Linked DNA regions of Rattus norvegicus: region 1 is linked to region 2. The links are chromatin contacts, called in public Hi-C maps. All regions are on one chromosome and are shown on one strand. Each heading gives the region's core, a stretch centred on a gene start, on an enhancer-like site or on the middle of the called end of the contact. The rest is flanking DNA. Distances are from core to core; before and after follow the strand shown. Region 1 overlaps Atp2b1 (ATPase plasma membrane Ca2+ transporting 1). Region 2 holds the start of Atp2b1 (ATPase plasma membrane Ca2+ transporting 1).

Region 1 (5,615 bases), core at 402-2,901, 79 kb after region 2:
GAATTCCATGAAGTCATTGCTTTTGATAGCTGAGTAATATTCCATTGTGTAGATGTACCACATTTTCTGTATCCATTCCTCTGTTGAAGGGCATCTGGGTTCTTTCCAGCTTCTGGCTATTATAAATAAGGCTGCGATGAACATAGTGGAGCATGTGTCTTTTTTATATGTTGGGGCATCTTTTGGGTATATGCCCAAGAGAGGTATAGCTGGATCCTCAGGCAGTTCAATGTCCAATTTTCTGAGGAACCTCCAGACTGATTTCCAGAATGGTTGTACCAGTCTGCAATCCCACCAACAATGGAGGAGTGGTCCTCTTTCTCCGCATCCTCGCCAGCATCTGCTGTCACTGGAGTTTTTCATCTTAGCCACTATGACTGTTTTTAAGGCAGGGTCTCACATTCTACCTCAGGCTAGTCTTGAATTCAGTGTGTAGCCCAGGCTGGCTTGAGCTTGAGGCAGTCGTGCTGCTTCAGAGTACTGGTATGCAGGCATAGCACCTGGCTTGCAGCAGAGTTGGTAGGAAGCAGAGGCAAGAAGGATCTCTGTGAGTGCAAGGCCAGCCTAGGTGGGTTACAGGATAGCCAGGGCTACATAGAAACCTATGTTGAAAACAAATAAAAAAGGTTGGGCGGATCGTTTGTTCTTTGTGCATTATCTTTCCATAAAACATTTTTATTTCAAATAAAATGCATTTGAAATTGTCTTTGTCTTGAGAGTGTAGCTCAGTGGTAGAGAACTCACTGGCATGCTCCGTCTTGTGGTCCATTTCCTAACACTAGGGGTTGGCAGATAGAAAGTTGTGGCTGACATGGAAGGCGGCTCATCCAGTACTCTAGAATCCTCCCTTCAGTACTCCAGGCAGCCCTTGATAAGCCACCATAGGCTTCTTGAAACATGGCGGTCATGGTCGCTTTGCACACTCTATCGTCATCTACCTTCATTCTTACTGTTAGGAGAGTGAACCTCATGGAGGTTATATAGCAAGTACCTGATCAAACCCTCTCTGCTCTCTGTCCTAATACATAGGAGTCTTACATCAGTGAACCCCGTGAAAGCAAGAAGTGTGCTGCTGACTGCTCTTACTGACCTACAGTCACTGTTCCCCATAAGCACTGATCCCTAAGGTCTTACCCAACCGTCTATCAGTCCAGCCTGGAGTAGCCCTGAGAATTACCATCAAAACCGTTGTCCAGCCTTTCGTGTTTTTCACTTCTTCCTCCTCCTCATATCCAGCCCTTCTCGTGTCTTGCCTACTTTGGCTTCTGATCAGACACGGGCTAACCTGTCTCAATAGCCTGTCCATTTGCGTGCCAGCCTGGAATGTGCTTTTCTGGTCTCCAAACCTGAGCTCCCCGAGAGGAGCCAGGTATTCTTTTACTATCGCCTCATCTTTCCCAAGCTTCTGTTCTTTCCTGCCCACGTTTGTTCCAGGTTTCCCAGCCTGAAGATGCTCTTCTCGATAGAGAAGCTGGAAGGAAATAGGCTTGTTGGCTTGTTCCGAACAGTGGAGCCGGCCCCTCCTTGATTACTGCCTCAGACATGTAATCTTTCTGTGCCCCGTGCATTTGATTTAGGGCGTCACTTTGACCACTCATCATCCCGTTCGTTAGTGCTCCTGCTCTACTCGCTTGCCTCCTTGTTTCTACACTCTTCATCCCCACTCCCTCCGGAGTGCTCCTGTATGCCTGTTTTCTTTTTATAGCCTCTCCTCCCTCCCTCCATCCTCTCTTTTTCTGCTTTCTCAGGGTTATGTCTGTATTTAGCTTGACGGTCGCTTGTACCATATTCGGGCTTATTATAACTTATAAAAGAATAAGGCCTTATGCAGAAATACGGTATGCAATACCCTAAGCTATTTTGGAGTATTCTCCCATGGTAAGACCTAGGAAGTGATTGACAGGGTCAGTAAGCTGCTGTTTCCTATGTGTATACCTGTACACCGTTGTGTCGCAATTCTCTAAGAGCAACGTGAACCACCTCTGCATAATTTAGCGAGGCCGTATCCATTTCTTTTGGAAAGCTTTAATCCCCGTTTTGTTCCCACAGATAAGAAACAAGATGGAGCAATTGAAAATCGCAACAAAGGTAAATTCGGGAAGATAAAAAGTACAGTTAGCTTGTTTCTTTACCTCCAAAAATAGATCTGCTGTGTGCTATATTTATCCAAAATTAGGGTGCATGTGACCGGAATGTAAACCGTGTTAACTTGGATTAACCTCTCTGGCCAGTGCTGTAGTCACGCTGTCTCTGCCATCGTACGAGGGTGTTAATTATGATCTGTGTTCCATGCTCAGGTAGCATTCCACATAAGTGTTTCAAAGTGCGTTAACATCCCTGAAGGGAAATAGTTGGAAGAAAAAATTCTGTATAGTATAAGTTGCGTTTAAAAGTCTGTAAACATTCGCATGTTTTTCTATGCATAATCATGTATAATCTGCCTTTGATCATAAATTACATGAGACGGATCTGTAGTCTTTATAGAAATAACTTCATACCTAACATCACATGAAAAGAAAGAAATTTAGTACTTTTAGTTCTTAGTTTAAGGACGGTGGATGCTTCATTCCTGTCTCTGAACGGGACATCCTTAAATCTGGAGCAGTACCGCAGGCGAATCTCACTGCTGTCTTATTCCCCCTGTGTGGTCACCCCCAGTACACGCACCCGTGCGCACACACAGTTGAATGTTATAGTTCAGCCCTTTTTCTATCAGAAACTGTTTTTGTTATTAAAAAAAAGAAAGAAAGAAAGAAAGGAAGGAAGAAAGAGAGAAAGAGAGAAAGAAAGAAAGGAAAGAAGACAAAGAGTTTCAAAATGTTTACCGTGCCTTTAAAATACAACAAAATTGTGTTTGCTCTGAACTTAGCAAAAGCCCAAGACGGCGCGGCCATGGAGATGCAGCCTCTGAAGAGTGAAGAAGGGGGAGATGGTGATGAGAAAGACAAGAAGAAAGCAAATCTGCCAAAGAAGGAAAAGTCTGTGTTACAAGGGAAACTTACGAAGCTGGCTGTTCAGATTGGCAAAGCAGGTACGTCCCATGATGCGGAAGGAATGGCAGAGGGAAGGGGGTATTTCTTTCAAATATGTGTATCTGCTTTAAAAGTGTCTTTTGCCACAGCGAGGACTGGAAGTCACCGTTTTGCAAGAGTAAAGGATATTAGAAGAATATTTTTAACTTTGTACTTTTGAATTACTGTAGACGCATAACGTGATTGCAGCATTCAGGCCCTTACTCCTTCTGCCCCTGAGGTAATCAGTGGTCAGGTTAAAATTAGTGACCGAATCTGCTTCATTTCCAAGTCCATGCAGTCATCTCCAAATGTCTAGGGTTAGAAATGAAAAAGGGGCCGTCAGGGAGATTGTTCAGCACACATTATCAAACCCTAGAAGTTTCTTAGCACAGGCTCTGCTCAGCCTTTTATTGGCTGTCTGTGAAAAAAAGAAAAAAATGAGTCTTTCTGAACATAATCATTTTGTACATCTGAAAACACTTGGAATTGTGAAGCTGATTTATTAGACAGCACCCATGGAGCCAGCACTGCTTTTCAGAGGAGCAGTGAAGGAGCGCCTGTGGTAAGGCAGAATCCCCAGTGTTGCTGCCTTTGACAGACGTTGTATGAAACCCGCATGCATTATCAGAGTTGCGCAGACGGCACCATTATACGGCTCGGAGTACAGTCAGGGAAGCAGCCTGTGCCTGTAGGCTTATTCCCTAATAGCAGACATGCATGTGTGTCCGTCGCCTCATACTGTTGGAAAGGGTGGTCTTGCGTGTGATAGCATTGAGAAGCTGCTAGCTAGGATTTTAGACCCAGACGTCTGGACTTGCTTTGTTTTGATACTTATTTGTAAAAGACTATATAACACACCTCATAGGGGCTCGATGTTCTGTAATACCTAGTTAACATTTCTTTCTGAGTTAATGAATTAATGAGGCTAGACCGGAATAAGTTAGGAAATGATCCCGATAGTGTAATTTTATGTATGTATTTTTAAACATGGAGTCAATTTAATTTTGAGACTCTCGAAGTTGACCGTCTTCCCAAATTCTTTCAGAATGTTGACCATGGCAAGCGGCAGCTTACACTGACCCGTGGGTAGCCACTTGTATTTGCTTCTTAAATCCGTCTCCACCTTAGACAAGGGACAGTCACCAAAAACCTATGTCACAGTTCTTGGGGTCAGGGTTTAAGTGTGATGGGTGTCGGGTGTGATGCGCTCAGAACAATTGAGAGAGACGTAACCACACTGGTTATCTTACAGTGCTGGTACAGAGTTGCCGTGGGTAGCGGCTGCCATATTTAAACGATTGTCCCATTTCCTGCCTTTGTAGGTCTGCTGATGTCTGCCATCACGGTTATCATCCTAGTGCTATATTTTGTGATCGATACCTTCTGGGTTCAGAAGAGGCCGTGGCTTGCTGAGTGCACGCCAATCTACATCCAGTACTTTGTGAAGTTCTTCATTATCGGGGTCACCGTTCTAGTGGTCGCGGTGCCGGAAGGCCTCCCGCTGGCCGTCACGATCTCACTGGCTTACTCCGTCAAGGTGAGTGAGGAGCAGTTGAGTCTGCGTGCTGGTTAAAGCCACGGCTCACCCGGGGCATCCTTTTCTGGCCCGGAAAGTAGAGGGCTTCCATTTCCTTAAAGACGAAGGCAGTGGTTCCCGGATTCCGATGCACGGCACTGCTGTTCACTCCTTGAAGAGCAGCAGCCTTGCGGGTCATCACACCCTCTCTCCCATTGGGAAAGCTGAGGTCAGGGTGTGTGCAGCTCAGTATTTGGCACAAGAGCAGGGATGCTTTGCTTGGGCCCATTTGGCTGAGCCCTCTTGTTTCTGCTTTGCTATTCCCATCTGTGGGCAGATTTATATTTCCAGAAACAATTCAGATACTCTCTGCATGGGTACACCCTTTTGACTCCCTTCCTATGGCTCACAAAGTTTTGCTCATTCTGGCCCTTGCTCACCGTGTCCATGCGCCCCGCCCCACTCTCCTCTGGTCCAGCCTTCCCTACTGGTCTAGAAACATTCCATCGAGGATTTGCCTTTCGTTATGGGTTTGCAGGTCACACTTAACAGAAGAAGGCTGTTGTGAAGTTAAGTAGCGTTTCTCCTTAAATAACATTTCCGACAGTGAGAAATCTAACAGTCATAGCGTCTGTGCTTTTCCCTTTGGTGTTCCAAATGTTTTTTTGTTTTTTGTTTTTTTTTTTACAAATGGCCAGTCAGTCGTAAGAATGTGTTTGGCTTACTGTTTTTAAGGTTTTTTTTTTCCCTTAAATTTATTGCGTCTGCATGTTTGTGTGTCACTCGGTGTGCATGTGTAAGTCAGAGGACAACTTGCAGAAGTGGATTCTTTCCTTCCTCTGTGGGACCCACAGATCCGCATCTGGTCGTCAGGCTTGGTGGCCAGCAGCTTTATCCACTGAGCCACCTTGCCAGTCCCTGCTGTTTATTTTCAGACATTTAACACAGACTTTATAATTTAAATTTCTTAATATAATAAGGTGTTAATGGAACACAGTTTAACCGTCTATCTATACTTTTTTAATGCTTTCAAATGGTTAGAAATAATTAAAATAAGTACTGATTTTTTTTTTTTTTTTTTTTTT
Region 2 (5,504 bases), core at 2,175-4,674:
GTAGGAAAAATGCCTTTTCCGTAGAAGGGACAGTATATGTAGACACTCAGCAACTCCTGTCAAATATCCTCCACCAGTCTTGTGGTTTTCATATACAAAAATGTTGTATTATGTGACTTGAAGACTCTTGTTTAGGCTTACTTGTAATTTGCTCTATTAAACCCAACAAATAGAATTAATTTGTTACTAATAGGTAACTTTTGTGTGTGTGGGTTTTCAGCTAAGTAATATTTATCTATCTGCCTGTCTATCTATGCCCAGGTTAAGCAAATATATATATATATGTATACACACACACACACACACACATATATATATACATACACACACACATATATATATATATCTATATATATATGCATGGTTTAGGAAGCATTTGACCTCTCTCTACACCCTCTCTCTCTCCGTTCCTCAGTCCTCTTGTATTATAATCAGGACTGACATACAAAAGTCCATTTAGGGGATGTATCTTGTTTTAAAAAATACTACTGTTGGTGTATTAATTTTGCTCCAATGTTTAACACATATGATGCTTTTAAAAATCTATTTATTTTTACTTTGTGTGCATTGGTATTTTGGCTGCTTATACGTCTGTGTGAGGCTGTTAGATCCTGGAGTCATAGTCAGTTGTGAGCTGCCATGTGAGTGCTGGAAACTGAACCCCAGTCCACTGAACTATTTCTCCAGCCACCCCTAGACCCCGTTCTTTTAAAGGCAGTCTTCCTATGTGTTGCCAGACTGGTCTGGAATTCTCCCCCCTCCTGGTCTTTGCCTCCAGTGTGCTGGGATTATGGAAGTGTGAAATCGTGCTAGGTTGGGATTCTCAAGAGAATAAACAGCCTAATGTTTCTCTTCATATTTAGTTACATCGAGGAGTTTCTGCATGAGTTACACAGCTTGGACTAATCAATTTACCAGAGAGATGTCAATACGATTATACCATTAAAAGGAATGAAAGGAATGCACCTAATAAAATTGCCACATATGTTATTGCCTCTTCAATATAACGCCCCAAACAGTAACTTTTGTAACTAAGAAGCACACTTACAAAACCACCATTATTACTTAATAGAAAATTGTATTGTTTTGCTCTTAATGTATACTAATATATCTCCAGATCAATGAAATCTAAGTTCAAGATGAAGATGATATGTGGATATAATATACAGAGGCATTTTTGACTTGAGGCAGCTCAATATTTTATAAGAAAAATGCCGAAGGGTTGAGCTCTAGTCCAGTACCAGGGTACTTACTGGTCACCATGAGGCTACAGTTCCATTCTTCCAGACCTAACTCAGCATTTTTATATCAAAAAGTATGTCATTTAGGGAAGTTTCAGGATGAAACCCTGCAGGAGGGGAAAAAATTGAATTTCTTAATGCACAGTTGCTTCTATATCAGTTTCAGCTTTAATTTTGTATCTGAAGGATAAAAACACACAAATCGAATATACAGTACAATTATGCTGGCTGCTAGCTATATGAGAGTAAGTTTATCATATATGCAATTCACATAAAGCACATACAACTATGTTCTGGGACATATATGTTTTCACTTGTGGGTTCATCTTTGCATGCAAATAAAAATCTCACTGCAATAACGTTCTATAGTGAGGATGCTCAGTGATTTTTTTTCGTGAACACATACTTTAATAACATGCATTTTATGAGTTAGAATCGCAGCAAACCCACAAAGTGAACAGATTCTAGTTTAATCTATTATCGTTTTTTGCTGGTGTAGCATACGATGATTCACTCAATACTTTAATGTCAACTTGTTGATTAAAATAGAATGCATAATTCAATTTTCTATGGGGACTTCCTCGGAGGAAGGCTGGGAATGAGTTATTCTGAAAAGAGACTTCAGGGCGAGAAAATACTGGAAATTACCTAAGTGAAATTTAATTAATTTGGTTTCCTAATTGTAGATTTGAAAGAGTATCAGGAAGGGCTATTTATTGTACCACATCAACCAATTCTCTGTGATAAACAGAGAGAGAAAATACCCAGTGCCAATTTTACACGTCAAGGGCACAGCTCAGAGGTTGGTAATGTCTACCCTGGAGGAAGATAAAAATGGAAAAATTATTTTCAGCAGTTTTATCATGGAAAATTTGCTTTTAAACTCAAGTATTTTCTTTTCAAGCCTTTATTTTAAAACAGATGCTACCAGGCAGGGAACATATATAATGCAGTTCTTGCCTTACCCGTGTGCTTTTGAGAGGGCTATGAAACTACCAATTCTTTCATTTCAGGGTTGAAAAAAAAAAAAAAACAACACACTACGGAACACTTTTTTTTTTTTTTTTGGTTTCTCGAGCTAAGTGATACTGAAAATAACACACATAAAGGTCTAAATTGTTCAGAGAGGGGGACCTTTAGTTCAAGCAGAGATTATAGAAGGATGGGGCAGGATATACACATCTTTAAATGTGTGGATACAGTCAAGAAGATCCCCTTTTAAAGTAGATGCAATGAGGAGCGGTTTTCTTTTGAACTGCAACACGTTCAAGAGGTCGGACCAGAATCGGCTATCTTGTACCATCTAAATACTGCACGGTACTCTGCATCCTCCCCCCCCCGCCCCCCCCCCGCTTTCGTTTCTTTGCTCCACGGGAAAGATGGTAGCGTTTAAGTATTATGAATTAAAGACCCACTAGCTGGCCACAGGTTGGGGGGTAAAAAAGGGCAGCAAACCCAAAAGAGAAACACGAGGACTTCAAGCGCGGTGCGAGGCCTGTTTGCACCGGCTAGAGGACACCGTTTGGGCGCTGCAGCGGGGATCCCCGGTGTCTGTGGCCGGGCCAGCGCGCCTACAGGGCGAGTGGGCTCTCTTCCCAAAGGGGTAGGCACTTTGGCTGTCGGGCGAGTGCGTCACTGTCCGGGACAAGAGACAGGTCCGCTAGGGAGTGGGCGCCGAGCCGCTCTACTGTCCGGTAACCCGGTTTCGTCTCCACCCGGGGGCGACTCGAGCGGGACCCCAGGTGAAGGGCGTCCCACGGCTGCGGCAGTCGCTGCTCTCCTGCCTCCTCACGTTGCAGGAGCCGCCCGGCCGCGCGCCCCGGCACCGGCGGTGACTGACGGAGTCGCCGCCCCCTCCTCCCCCGCCGCCCCCTCCCGCGGCCCTCCCCGGTCCGACACGTCATGGAAACACAGACGTCAGAGCCCGACGGCCAATCGGAAGCCGCCGCAGGAGGGGAAGGGGGAGAAAAGAGCGCAGGAGGGGGCGGGGGTAGCCGGGAGCCCGGGGAGCAGGGAAGGAAGAGAGGGAGGGGCGCGCGGAGGCGCGAGTCGCCCGCCCGGCACTCCAGGCCACCCTTTCCGCACCGCGCGCTGCAAGTTCTGGTTTCCCCCCGCCCCGGGCGCGCGCTCTCCAGGCGGAGACGCGCTCACCGGATCCTCCCCTTAAACGCCCTCTCCGGGAAGCGCCAGTCCCGGTCCGAGCCGCGCTACCTCCGCTCGTGCGCGCGCGCGCGCCCGCCCGCCCTCAGGCTCCCCGCGGGCCGCGTCACGTGACCGCGCCCAGCCAAGGCGGCAGCGGCGGCCGCGCGAGCATCGGCAGCGGTGGCAGAGGCAGCGGGAGCAGCTGCGCTGCCAGCGTGGAGCGGGAGGCGTGGAGGTGTGGAGAAGAAGGGAGCGTCGGACCGGAACGGGTGAGCGCCCTACTCCCCCTTGCCTGCTCGGGCGGCCCCGCGGGTCACCCGGTGCATACGGGCCCCTGCCCGGAGCTGGCCGTAGCCCCTTGAGCTCCGCCGTCTGCGAACCGGTGTCTGCCGGACCCCGCCCCGGGTTGCACCCCGCCCGCCGCTGCTGCTGCTGCTGCGGACGACGGCGCGGGGCCGGTTGAGCTGCTGTGCTGAGCGCGGCGCGCCCTGAGCGCGGCTTTGCGGAGCGGAGGAGGCGGGTCCTGCGGGGACGCGAGCGGCCACTCGGCGGCCGCCGGGCTCTGGGCGGGGGCCGGCCGGGCGCCGCCTCCTCCTCCACCGCCGCCGCCTCCTCGCGGTGCAGCGTGAGTAGGGAGCCCCGGCTGGTGGACGCCGAGTCTCTGGGCTCCACCGCCGCCTCCTTCCAGAGGTGCAGTCGCACCTCCGCGTGGCGCCCCGATCCCTGCGAGCCGGCTGCGGGTACGTCCCGCGACCCCTCGCCGCCACCCCCGGACCCACCCGCCTATCCTTCCTTGATTCTTCTCTCGGAAAAATGGTTCCCGCTGCGGGCGAGGTGAGTGGCGGCCGGTGGCTGCCCGCGGCGGGGGCGGCCACCTGCGGGGGAGGCCGGGTGGGGCGCGCAGGGCGCGGCGGGGGTCCTGACAGCTGGGCGCGGGGTGGAGCGTGGCCGGTCCCCGCGAAGTTGGCGGCGCCGCCGGGGTTCGCTCCTGCTAGGAGACCGTAAAGGTGAGAAGGCTTCCTCGCCGCGCGCCTCGGCGCCGGGTCCAGCTTGGAGTCTCCGTCCCAGTGGCTTCTCGTCTACACCCGGGCGCTCTCCGACTTCGCGGGGCTGCCTCTGCTGCCGCCACAGCCCATCCGAACACTGGTCGCCCCCACCCCGGCATGTGGTGACCTTGAGGGCAGCGGTGCCGGGCACTCCTTCTCCCCGCGCCCCGGGAGGGTCACCCATTTAATCCCTGGCTTGGGCCCCCAGGAGGTACTGCCGGTGCAAGGTGAAGGTTCGTCGTCGGTCCCCCGGAGAGGGTGGTGTGATAGATGCGTGTCAGACAGGACGGTGACTCCCGGGGAGTTGGAGAGCCGCCTGGACGCTCTCTTCAGGTCTTGAGTCTAGCTCCTCAGGATGTTCACGGTTGTTTCCGATTCATGTTTATATACTTAGTTTAAATGAAAATAAAATCTGCTCTGTCCTCGGGTCCTCAGAAAGGGTCAGTAAGAAAGAGGGTGGCATTCCTATTGCGGGGAGGGGGTGGGAGGGCGGGGGGGGGGCTGGGGTTTCTTCTCTATTTCATCTTGCGGGAGAATTTTGTGGCTTAGCTAGTTAGCGACCCCTGGGTCTGCGCCTCAGTCTCTGCCCAGGTTGGTTGGTCTCTGTGCGCATTTCATTCACCAGTTTACTGCGGGACTCTAGCATTGGGAGTGCTTTTGCCGTTGCGGTTGTTAAGACCCCAAGGGGAAGCTGGAGCTGGTCTGCATGGGTAAAGGGGTCTGCAGGACCTTGCTAAGGACGCGAACCTCCTCGGTAGGCTGGTTTTTACCCTTCCGGGGGTTAGAGCGCTGCAGACAGCCACCTTAGGCTGCTATGCATGCTACTTTTCTGGGTTTATTAATAACCTAATGACTCCTGTTGGTATCGATTGCTGTTCCTGATAAATTAGTTATATGGATTTTTTCATACGTGTGTAGGTATATGCATGTCTGGACTGTCTGCCTTTCAACATGGAAGGCTTTGTTGTGTTTCACCTCCCCCACCTGAGGACAGTCTTACTTTAAAATAAGGTTCTTGCACAGCGTAGGTGTATTTTATAATAATAAGTACTTGTAAGGGCCTGGTTTGTTTAAA

What was found. A called contact is a pair of places that touch in the nucleus more often than the background predicts.
Region 1: a contact with region 2 is called in a Hi-C map of Schwann cells, with 2.4 times the contacts expected there. The contact joins the enhancer-like site here to the promoter of Atp2b1 in region 2. A contact is called at or near these places in 2 of 12 Hi-C or Micro-C datasets (Schwann cells and frontal cortex).

The regions. Positions count from the first base shown.
Region 1 is chr7:35,700,125-35,705,739 of GRCr8, forward strand. Atp2b1 (ATPase plasma membrane Ca2+ transporting 1) reads left to right here. Exons shown (of 21, transcript NM_001399339.1): 7 at 2,050-2,088; 8 at 2,870-3,031; 9 at 4,337-4,551. Among named protein-coding and RNA genes, the nearest start is that of Atp2b1, 80 kb to the left of the region's middle. Within about 2 kb of position 1,652, at least 2 of the 93 cell types and tissues checked have an H3K27ac peak or open chromatin away from gene starts, as enhancers often do.
Region 2 is chr7:35,619,037-35,624,540 of GRCr8, forward strand. Atp2b1 (ATPase plasma membrane Ca2+ transporting 1) reads left to right here and starts at 3,425. Exons shown (of 21, transcript NM_001399339.1): 1 at 3,425-3,652.